Linked DNA regions of Sus scrofa: region 1 is linked to region 2. Evidence: chromatin contacts called from public Hi-C data. All regions are on one chromosome and are shown on one strand. The core of a region is the stretch at or near the end of the contact, and the rest is flanking DNA. Distances in the headings are between cores, read along the strand shown. Region 1 has its middle 20 kb from the start of FMOD. Region 2 has its middle 28 kb from the start of BTG2.

Region 1 (6,278 bases), core at 1,904-4,403, 49 kb after region 2:
CAGACAGGCTAGATGGCTTGCCCAGAATTATACAAGAAGCAGATGGTGAGCTGAGAGTGGGAGCCAGGTCTCCCAATTCCTGGTCCACTCTTTTCCACCTCACCTCTTAATTTTTGAGAGCACCCATGGATTACTTTGACTGAATCCCATTCTAGAACAACCCAAACTTTATCATTTAATGGCAGAGTGCCCAGATCCTACTAATCGCCTACTAATCTAAGGTCTTGGATTTTTCCATTTAACCCTATTTTTTAAGAGGCAAAGCAATGCTCAGTCAAGGGATTTCTACAGAACAAAAGCCTTCAAAGCACAAAGCTTCAAGCTACCACAACACAGCACTGCTGCCTCAAATCAAGGTCTCCCTTCCCAGGGGCTCTGGCCCTGTACAGAGCTGGCCAGAAGCCGAGGAGGAGCATAGGGGCAGAGCCTCCCCAAAGGAGGACAGATGGGCAGGCTGGCCCCAGCCGCAGCACTTTGAACAACCCTTTTCTTTTCCAGTCAAACATTCAGCGTCAGTTTCTCTCTCACCACCAGCTCCCTGGCAGTCCCCCTGCCACCAAACCCCATTCAGTCTTTGGGCTGGCTTTAAGGAGCTGATGGGCTCTGGAGGGATGGAGGCCATTCTCCTTTATGACTGGCAGACGGATGAAAGGAGGCTTGCAACTGGTATGGGGCAACTGTTGCCATCTGTCTGGTTGGACGTCACCAGGGATGGTCTCTCCCATTCACTCCTTCACGCACCGCTGGGCTCAGGCCTTTTGTTTGGTTGGCTGGGGTAGGGGGCTGCTGTAGGGCAGTTGGAGGGAGGCAGCGGGTGAGAGAAGCAGCTTCTTTGTGTCTGGACCAAACTTTCAGTGATTCACTAGGGTAATTTGCATGAGGAAGCTGCCCAAGTCCCAAAACACCCAAGTGATTGACAATCACCAGCCCTCTCCCCATTTCACACCCCCTGCACCTCCCACTTTGGCCAAACAGCTCCCCAGGGTTAGAGGGAGTGGCCCTGGCTCCTCTGCAGGGCTGAGGAGCAGGAAAAGCTGCTCTGGTCCTCTCTATCCATCCTCTGTCCCCATCCTTTTCCCAGTTTGAGGTGAGTCTGGTGTCTTCCTCCCTCCCCACCCCCATCAGTCCCTTATAGCTATTTTTCTTTTTGTTTGGTTTCTGTATACTAGGCCAGGCAGGCGGAGGGGCCAAAGCCGGAGGAAAGGCCCATTAGCCACCCAGCAGCTGAGCAGGGGGAAAAAAAAGGAACTGAATAAAGGCAGTGGGGTTGGCAGCCCTCCAGCCCAGCTCCTGATCTTTGAATAAAACCCCAGGTCAGGGGCTGGGATCAGTGTGTGGGAGGCTTTGGGGCATTTAATTATTTAAAGGTCTCCATAAAAGGAGCTAAAACCCTGGGGAAGGGGGAGGATAGGCAGATGGTGTGCCCAGGTTGCTGGGAACCGGGTGCAGGGTGGGTGAGAGAAGCAGGGAGGACTGAGCTAGAGGTCAGGGCTCAGATAGTAAGAGAATGGGGGATGGGAAGTGAAATAGAGCTGGCCCTCAGACCCAAGCAGGCCCTGCAGATAGACTTTCCCGCCACCAACTAGGGGCAGGATCTCTCTTTCCTGTACTCCTGCCCCCGCCACTCCCCAACTTCAAAATTCCTATCTGCCCTAAGACAGATCCTTTTTGGAAACACATGACAAAACTGTTAAGTATAGGGGATCTCCTCCTCATCTCTCTTCTGCCACTTAGGAATGCTCCAGAGTGGGTCAACGGTGACCTGAACCGGGCAGAAGGATAGGAAGATTTTCTCTGGCTTCTTTCTTTCTTTCTTTGGTAAAACTCCTATAAAATAAAACTGACCATTTTATCTAGTTTCACTTTTCAAGGTGAGACATACGTGAGTCTGTGGAAATACAGAGAAAGCAATTAATTGGAGGTCCTGCCCTTGCGGGCACATGCTGCTTCCAAAGGCCACCCAGTATAGACTTTTTCTCTGACAGTATTGCCGGGAAGCTACATCTTGAAGACCAAGGTCAGAGAGGGTCCCTAGGTAGAAACATACTACCTAGGTTCAATCTGAATTCAGCTCTGCCATGTACTAGCTCTGTGACCACAGGGATGTGATTTAACTTCTCAATGCCTCAGTTTTCTCATCTTTAAGATGAGGATAAAAAGTTGTTAGCAGAGTGCCCCTTGGGGCGCAATGGTAACAAACCCAGCTAGTATCTATGAGGCCACAGGTTCGATCCCCGACCCCCTTCAGTGGGTTAAGGATTGCGGCATTGCCAGGAGGTATGGTGTAGGTTGCAGATGCGGATCGGATCTGGCAATCTGTGGCTGTGGCTGTGGCCAGCAACTTCAGCTCTGATGCCATCCCTAGCCTGGGAACTTCCATATGCCACAGGTGTGCCCCCCCCAAAAAAATTTTCCCTCTCAGTATTGTTGAGGGGATTAATCGATACACGTGAAGCACTTAGAAGAATGGCTCTCAGTAAGCACACAATAATGTTATTAAATATTACTGTCATTACCATTACCAGATTAGGAGGCTACACAATGGAAACTGAGAGAAACAGGAAATTTGGGAAATGCGTTAGAAGCCAAAGGGGAATTTGGCAAGGGTGTAGATTTGCCTACCCTTTCCCCCACTTGTAATGAGTCATGGTTGGAAATGTGGTCTTTGCTGTTCGTAAATCGTGGTCCTGTTCAGGTACCCCTCCTGTGCTACCTGCACCCCTCTTCCACCTTCACTATGCTGAGCTGCCAACAGCTCCAGGTCCTCAGGCCCTGACGACCCTCTGGTCCAGACCAAAGCTTTGTGGCAGTTTGGGCGCAAACTGTTTTACTGATGAGATGACCAATTCAAATGGTTAGAGGACCTGAGATTTGACTCTTCTGCATCCTGGGGCTCCCCTCACTCTCATTAGCCCCTCCCAGGCCACACGGTCACGCGCTATGAGGTGGTCACTTGGTCACTTGTGACGCACACACTGCAATTCAGCACCTCTATTAGCCTGTCTTCACTTCTCAGTCTGGTCGGTCTCTACGTGTGAGGTGGGCTTTTTTTTTTTTTTTTGCACCTTCCAGCAAGGCAGTTTTCCCATCCTCAAAACATCTGACGGGCAACGGCGTCACTTTTCAACCGAGGCGGTTCGGCGTGGGCTGCCGGGACTCAGACGTACCCAGCCAGGGTGGGGCCCCGGGGCGGCTGCGGGAGTGAGGGCAGGCAGGTGTCTGGCTCCCTCTCTCCCGGATGTGGGCTGAGGGGAGGAGCCCCCGTCCCTCAATCCCTACAGAGCTGCAAGCAACCAAACACGATCGCGAGTCTGTTTTCCCAGTTTGGCAACAGGTTTGGGGCAGAAGCTTTAGCCTCCTCCCCCCTCTGGGAAACCCAACCTCAGCAACAAGCTGCTGATTGGCTGGCTGGCGGTGCAGCGTGGGCCAATCAAAGCCCTCTCTGCAGCTCGAGATTTGGCAGAGAGGAGTTTAAGGGGGCGGGGCGGGGCGTGGGGGCGGTGCTAGGTGGTTTCCTAGCGGAGGTGCTCCCCTCCCCTGGCCGGGGATAAGCTGGCCTTTCCAATGGGAGGAGCAGGCGCGGGAGGGGCTGAGGCACAGCGGCCACTGTGCTGGGAGACCCTCTCGACTGCCCCCTGCTGCCAGTTATTTCGGGTCCCTAAAACTTAAGTCTTTCCCCTATTTCTGTGGCTCCCCTCACAGTCTGATTGCAGGGTTGGTGCAGTCGTTCTTGAGCAATTCCAGAGGTTCTGAGTTTGAACAATTATGTTCCTAAGTTCGTTATTTGGCCCTCTTCATTTTCTTCCTATATATCTGTGTGTGCTCACGCCCTCCTGTGGCCGTGTCACCCACTCTCCAAAACCAAATCAAGTTTTATTACGCTGGACCAATTAGCACCAGCTTCCTGGACTTAGTATGCATTTCGAAGGGCATAGATTGTGAGCTATGTAAAAGAAAGTATTTTGAATAACCTTGGTCCCCCACCTCAATGCACACACAAAAAAACATACAGATTCAAAAAAAAAAATCCATAGTAGTATCAACATTAGGACTCTAGAGAAGATGAATAGGGTACCATTCTACCTCTGCCACTTTCTGGCTATAAGACCTTGAGCAGATACTTAAGCTTCCTGAATGTCAGTTTCTACCTATGAAAAATGCTAATGATAATAGCCTCCACCTCCTAGCATTATTATGACAAAATGCCTGGCACAGAATGCCTAATAAATGATATTATTTTAGCTATTAATCATAAAGGAATCACTATCCCTTTCCCACATTTAATCTCAGCCCTCCGTTTTGGGTTTAGGTGCTAGGGATAGCAACTAGATTCTAGGGACATTAAAAATTATTATAAGTAAACCAATTTAAGATAAAAATTTACATAGCCTCAGGAGTTCCCTGGTGGCTTAGTGGCTAAGGATTTGGCATTGTCACTTCTGTGGCTTGGGTCACTGCTGTGGTGCAGGTTCCACCCCTGTCTGGTAACTTCCCCATGGTATATAAGTAAATAAATAAATAAATAGTACTTCCTTCTATGGGAAAAGAATCCAAAAAAGAATGGATATATAGTATGTACAACTGATTCACTTTACTGTACACCTGAAACTAACACAACATTGTAAATCAACTATACTCCAATAAAATTAAAAAAAAAAAAAAAAAAAACTTAGCCTCCAGCCTTCGTGTGGGTACTGCTTCTAGCCCATAGATTTTACTGAGAGAGATCAATTGGAAGGATAGGATTCCTTTTTTCCTCAAAGATTTTTCTTCAAAAATCCTCTCTCTTAAAAATTTTAGAACAGCACCCTCTGAGAATTTACAATAATCCAGTTTTAATAGGATTTTTCATTTTGTTTTGTTTTGTATTTTTAGGGCTGCACACGTGGCATATGGAGGTTCCCAGGCTAGGGGTCGAATCGTAGCTGTAGCTGCTGGCCCACACCACAGCCACAGCAACATGGAATCCGAGCCACCACAGCCACAGTGATGTGGTATCCGAGCCATGTCTGCAACCTACACCACAGCTCATGGCAACGCCAGATACTTTAATGCACTGAGCAAGGCCAGGGATCGAAACAGCATCCTCATGGATGCTAGTCAGATTTGTTTCCACTGAGCCACGATGGGAACTACTCATTTTAATAGAATTTAACATTCACCTTTTTTTCATGGACAGATGGAGGGGCCTACCTGATCCCTCTCTATATCTCCCTTAACACCGAAATGTGATTGTAAATTTCTCCCAAACTCCACCACTGAAGTCCTTTGTTTTCAGTGCTCATAGACCCCTGGTGGCCAACCTGCCATGGTCTATCACCTCTTTCAGCCCTATTGATGTCAAAAGGGCCTTTGTTGATGTTTTGCATTGTTAAGAACAAAAGCAATGATATGTCTGGGGCATCTCAGTGGTGCCAGATTCTGGGAACAGGGAGGAGGAAAGGAGCACACAACATCGGGGTGTAGTTCCAACCCAGTAGACCTGGGCTTTAGTGTTGAGTCTCTGCCATTAGGGGCAAGACAATAAAAAGTATTAGGTCTCAATTACCCTATCTGTAAAGTGGGGGAATCAGACCTGTCTCCTTGCTATATAGATATTTGGGGAAAAGAAATGGGGTCATACCATTGAAAGCCCTTTATATTTGGGGAGGGGGGGGCGGTGTGGTGTATGTGTTTAACAGGCTATTAAATCCATTTAATGCTTCTATTTCCATTGGTCCCAAAAAATATGATCCAACAGGCATTATAAAAAGCTTATGAACCTAGATCTGTGCTAACTTTTATGGGGCATGTGGAGGGATCATATAACACGATCTCTATATTTAAAGAACTGAGTCTAACCAGGTTGCTCAAATAACACTTGAAACGATGTATGGTGCTGACTGTGGTCTCCCTACCTATCCTCTTCTATTTTACAGGGGAAGGATAATCTGGTGGGTGACAATGGAGCCAAGAAGTGGTTGTGTCCTATTCTGATTAGCATAACTGCTGGCCTCTTACTTTTCCCTTTCTGTCCTTGATGGAGTGTAGGGTCTCACAAACTATCCTTACTGCTGCTTCACCGGTGCTCATGGGCCTGATGCCTTATGAACTGAGCATGGGAGATGTCGGTGCATTCACAGGGGGCCTCCTCTCCTACTCACCCTTGATGCTGCCCTTCACCAGCAGACATGTAGGTACCTGTTCATGGTGTTTTCTCACCTGCATTAGCCCACTGCTGCTGCTTGCAAATGTTATCACATCCATTGTACCTACAGCAGCTGCTCTGGGGTGGGGCT
Region 2 (5,575 bases), core at 1,570-4,069:
AGAATGACTTGAGTCAGTTACCTAACCTCTCTGGGTCTCGGCTTCAGGGAGAGCATATTTTTTTAAATTCCAGGAGATCCTGTCGTGGCTCAGTGGTTAATGAACCTGACTAGCATCCATGAGGACACAGGTTCGATCCCTGCCCTTGCACAGTAGGTTAAGAATCTGGCATCGCTGTGAGCTATGATGTAGTTCTCAGACACAGCTCAAATCCCATGTTGCTGTGTCTGTGGTGTAGGCTGGCAGCTGCAGCTCCAATAGGACCCTTAGCCTGGGAACTTCCTCATGCGGTGGGTGGAGCCCTAAAAAGACCAAAAAAAAAAAAAATTTCCAGGAGTTCCCATCTTGGCACAGCGGAAACAAATCCGACTAGGAACCACGAGGTTGCAGGTTCAATCCCTGGCCTCGCTCAGTGGGTTAAGGATCCAGCGTTGCTGTGAGCTGTGGTGTGGGTCACAGACGCGTCTCGGATTTGGCATTGCTAGGGTTCTGGCAGAGGCCGGCAGCAACATCTCCAATTAGACCTCTAGCCCGGGAAGCTCCATATGCCACGGGTGTGACTCCTAAAAAGACAAAAGACAAAAAAAAAAAAATTCCAATTGCAATTTTTTATTGAAGTATGATTTGACACATAACACTGTAGTTTTAGCTGTACAACATACTGATTTTTTGTTTGTATATATTGTGAAGTGATCACTACATTCGTCACCGTACACAGTTATAAATTTTTTTCTTGTGATGAGAACGCTTAAGATCTCTCTTAGCAACTTTACTTTTTTGGTGGTTTGGGGGGGGCCACATCATGTGGCAATTCCCAGGCCAGGGATAAAGCCCACGCCACAGATGTAACCAGAGCCACAGCAGTGACAATGCCAGGTCCTTAACCCACTGAGCCACCAGGGAATTCCTCTTAGCAACTTTCAAATATGCAATACAGTATTATGAATTACAGTCACCATGCTGTATCACTCTCCATGATTTATTTGTTTAATAACTTGAAGTTTTTGCCTTTTAACCCCTTTTACCCATTTTACCCAACCCTATCTCTGGCAACCACGACCCTATTCTCTGTATTTGTGAGCTTGTTTTTTGCTTTTTTTTTTTTTTTCAGATTCCATATATAAGCGAAATCACATGGTAGCAGATGTTTTTATTCCCATTTTACAGATGCAGAGGCTGGGGCCTAAGAGGGAAGATACCATATCCCTCCCTCTAAAGTCATGAGGAGAACAGGACTCAATAATCAACCAAGGCAGGCACAGTCCCTGGGGCTCCTGTTAAGTTGGGTGGTTAAGGAGGGTAGCTTGGCCTGCAGAGGGCTCGCTTTAGCTGCCCAGTGAACCTTTCCAAATCCTAGTGCTCCAGGGGGCAGGTAGGTGGCCAGCACCTACCCCCAGCCCCCACCCCTGCCACCAGGCCCTGACGGCTGGGATGGGGCTCAGGAAGGGCTGGTTTCCCCCTTGGCCTGGAACGGAGGGGTGAGGAGGCCCTTGGGGAGGAAACTTCACTGTAAGAATCCCTGTGAGTCTGAGTTTTCCTGTTTCACTGTCACTCTTGTTTGGTTTTGTCTTGTTTTGTTTTGTTTTTCCTGCACTGACAAGGTGGGGGAGAAACCAATACAAATTTCTAAGCTGGGGTTGTGGAAGGTGAACTAGGCTGGACTCCGTTTGCACATCAGCATCAATTCTGTGTACCAGCATCATCAAAAAATCTACAAACAATAGGAGTTTATAAACAATGTTAATCCTATTATACTGTTGGTGGGAATGTAAATTGGTGCAACCACTGTGGAAAACAGCATGGAGATTCCTCAGAAAACTAAAAATAGAATTACCGTTTGATCCAGCAATCCCACTCCTGGGCATCTATCCAGAGAAAACCATGACTCAAAAAGATACGTGTACTCCAATGTTCACTGCAGCGCTATATACAAGAGCCAAGACATGGAAACCACCTAAATGTCCATCGACAGAGGAGTGAAAAAAGGAGATGTGGTGGCATATACACAAAGGAATATTACTCAGCCATTAAAAGGAAAGAAATAATGGCATTTGTAGCAACAAGGATGGACCTAGAAATTATCATGTTAAGTGAAGCCAGTCAGACAATGAGACACTGACACCATATGCTATCACTTACATGTGGCATCTAAAAAAAGGACACAATGAACTTCTTTGCAGAACAGATACTGACTCACAGACTTTGAAAAACTATGGTTTCCAAAGGGGACAGGTTGGGGGTGGGGAGATGGGATGGGGGTTTGGGATGGAAATGCTATAAAATTGGGTTGGGATGATCGTTGTACAATTATAAATGTAATAAAATTCACTGAGTAATTAACAACAACAAAAAAAAACCATCAGTTCTGTGCACCAGTTTTAGCAGAGCTGCCCTAGCTGGGGCCTTGAAGATTGTCAGAGTTAATATTCGGCTGCCCCATCTCTCTGTCTCTGTCTGTCTCTGTCCCTGTTTCCTGTGTCTGTCTTTGTCTATCTACATATATATAAATAAACATATATGTGTATATCTGTGCATCTATATATGTTATATATACACATACGTACATACGTATGTGCATAGAGAGAGAGATATGTATGTAATGTCTTTCTCTGTCTCCTCCTTTAATCTGATCCTTCACAGAGGTGGATGGGACAAGGAGCTATAGCTGTCTTCTCATACCATCACTACCAGCATGGTCCTCGAACCACTGGATGTGGGTCAGTTTTGGAAACAGACCCCCACTTCTCACTCCTGGAGAGTCAGTCCACACTGAGCTTTGTTCTAACAGTGCCCCATTTCCTCCTTTGGCCAAACTTTACAGTTTAGATGCTCGCTTTCGAGTCCTAGGGGAAGTGATAAGACAGAGGTCAGATTCTGGCCCTCCCTGCCTGCTGGGTGGTGGAATTGCGTGCTTTACGGAGCTAAGCCTTGCCCAGAAGAGGAAAGAAGACAGCAGAGACAGCTCAGGGAGTGTGGCAGGATGCTGTCATGACCCTGTGTAAGACTCCAGCTGAGTGCTGTGTGTATTTATAGACACACACACACACACAGACACGCAGGCATGGGAAACGTGCCCTGGAACAAACGTACTGTTTGTTTCCTGGAAACATGCCCTTCCTTGCCAACTTGCCAGATTTCCCAGATCACATCATCCTGAAGCAGGGAAAATTATGTCTTCTTATTCCCGGCATCCACCTGCCACATGAAGAGAGATCTTTGGAAAACGGATCTGACCACTTCTCTGCCCTTTGGAAGACTGGAGCGATTTCACCTTGTCCTCGGGTATGCTCCTTCCAGTTCACCTGCCTGCCCAGCTTCCCAGGACTCCCTGAACTCCTCCTAATGCAAAGTACTGTAGTGCACACCTCTGACAGCTCCCGACCCCTTAGACTTCCCTTGTTGGCACATGCAGTTCCCTCAGCCAGGAATGCTTCGGCATCCTCTCTTCTGGCAGAGTCCTACTCAGTCTCCAGCCCAGTGGGCACAGTTGCCCACTCCTCGGAGGGCTTAGGACTCTGCAAACTTACCTCACTACTGTCTGTCTATCTTTCTTTCTGTCTGTCTTCTTTCCTTTCTTTCTATCTTTTTAGGGCTGCACCCTAAAAATGTATGGTGGTTCCCAGGCCTATGCCCCAGCACCAGATTCAAGCCGTGTCTGTGACCTCACTGCTGTCTTTCTATTCCTATCTGTCTCCTCCTCCAAACCATACATTCTTCAAGGTCAAGAACTGTCTTTCATTCATTTTTGCACCCCCAAAATTTAGGCTAATGCTTGCTGCAGGGTAGATGTGCCCTAGAAATCTGTTGAGTGAATGGATGAGATTTTTACAGTATAGCTGCTAAGGTCTGTTTGGTGGAAGACTGGATTTAAATACCAGCTCTACCACTTGCTAGCCACAGGATTTTTCAAGTCACTTAGCCTTCTGTCAGTTTCCTAATCTGTAAAGTAGAATATAATGATAGAACCTCACTTATATGTTTATTGAGAAATTTTAATGATATTGCATATAAAGGATTTCCTAGCAGAGGCACATACTTTTTTTTTTCTCACAACCCATATTTTGTTTATCAGCAAACCCTGAAGGCTCTTCCTTTAAAATATCCAGCCACTTCTTAGCTTTCAACTGCTAACAACCCAATCCAAACTACCATCATTTCCCATGGTCATATTTTGCGGGCCTCTGACCTGGTCTCCCTGCCTCCACCCTTGACCCACTCATCTATTTTCAACACGGCTGCCACAGGGGATCCCTTAAAAATATGAGTCAGATCAGGAGTTCCCGTCGTGGCTCAGCAGAAACAAATCTGACTAGCATCCATGAGGATGCAGGTTCAATCCCTCGCCTTGTTCAGTGGGTTAAGGATGTGGCATTGAAGTGAGCTGTGGTTGCAGAAGCAGCTCAGATCCCACGTTGCTGTGGCTGTGGTGTAAGCTGGCAGCTACAGCTCCAATTCAACCCCTAGCCTGGGAACCTCCATACACCACAGGTGCAGCCCTAAAAAGACAAAAAAAAAAAAAAATGTATATATGAGTCAGATCAGGTTGCTCCTCTGCCACAATTCCCCTTTGGCTTCCCTACCTCACTAAGAGTAAGAGCCTAAGTCCCCATTGTGGCCAACAAGGTCACTGCTACCTCTGATTCCATCTCCTCACCTTTCCCCTTGTGCTCCCAGCTTCAGCCACACTGAGCAACATGCTGTAACTCAGACCCGCCTTGTCCCACCCTGCCCCAGTGCCTTTGCACTTGCCTAGAATTCGATTTCTCCAGAAAGCCTTATGCCTCCCTTTCTTACTTAAAGTCTTCAGTAAAAGCCACCCTCCCAGGAGTTTCCTCATGGCTCAGCAGGTTAAGGATCCAGTGTTGTCACTGCTGTGTCTCTTGTTACAGCTCTGGCATGGGATGGATCCATAGCCAAGGAAATTCCACCTGCCATGGGGAACAGCCAAAAACAAACAAACAAACAAAAAAAAAAAAACAAAAAACAAGCCATCCTCTCCAGAAGCCTAAACTTTCAACAATATGCTGGCTGTTGACACTTTTTTTTTTTTAAATCTTTTGTCTTTTTTGTTGTTGTTGTTGTTGTTGTTGCTATTTCTTGGGCCGCTCCCGCGGCATATGGAGGTTCCCAGGCCAGGGGTTGAATCGGAGATATAGCCACCGGCCTACGCCAGAGCCACAGCAACGCGGGATCCGAGCCGCGTCTGCAACCTACACCACAGCTCACGGCAACGCCGGATCGTTAACCCACTGAGCAAGGGCAGGGACCGAACCCGCAACCTCATGGTTCCTAGTCGGATTCGTTAACCACTGCGCCACGACGGGAACTCCTGTTGACACTTTTTATCCTGCTTCCCTCTTTAACACCAATGGAAATACATATTTTATTTATTATTATCCCCAGTAGAAGATAAGCTCTAAAAGGGCAGAAATTTTGCCTGTTTTGCTCACTTCTGTATCACCAGCATCTAGAACTTGCATAGAGTAAGTGTTCTAAGTACTCTGTTGAATAAACAGATCATTCCAAGAAGATTTGCTGGAGTCTATTTTCCTTCTGTCGCAAGAACTGGGCTCCC

What was found. Hi-C and Micro-C count contacts between places; a contact is called where the count stands out from the background.
Region 1: a Hi-C map of alveolar macrophages shows a contact between it and region 2, with 4 times the contacts expected there. The contact joins two enhancer-like sites. A contact is called at or near these places in 3 of 5 promoter capture datasets (fetal liver and liver), 34 of 47 Hi-C or Micro-C datasets (adipocytes, adipose tissue, alveolar macrophages and 14 more) and 2 of 2 datasets of contacts at active chromatin or transcription factors (alveolar macrophages and skeletal muscle).

What each region holds. Positions count from the first base shown.
Region 1 is chr9:64,051,203-64,057,480 of Sscrofa11.1, forward strand. No RefSeq gene overlaps it. Among named protein-coding and RNA genes, the nearest start is that of FMOD, 20 kb to the right of the region's middle. Within about 2 kb of position 3,154, at least 57 of the 83 cell types and tissues checked have an H3K27ac peak or open chromatin away from gene starts, as enhancers often do. A contact at or near this core is called in adipose tissue, alveolar macrophages, brain and 8 more, where this site is marked.
Region 2 is chr9:64,002,567-64,008,141 of Sscrofa11.1, forward strand. No RefSeq gene overlaps it. Among named protein-coding and RNA genes, the nearest start is that of BTG2, 28 kb to the right of the region's middle. Within about 2 kb of position 2,820, at least 34 of the 83 cell types and tissues checked have an H3K27ac peak or open chromatin away from gene starts, as enhancers often do. A contact at or near this core is called in adipose tissue, alveolar macrophages, brain and 8 more, where this site is marked.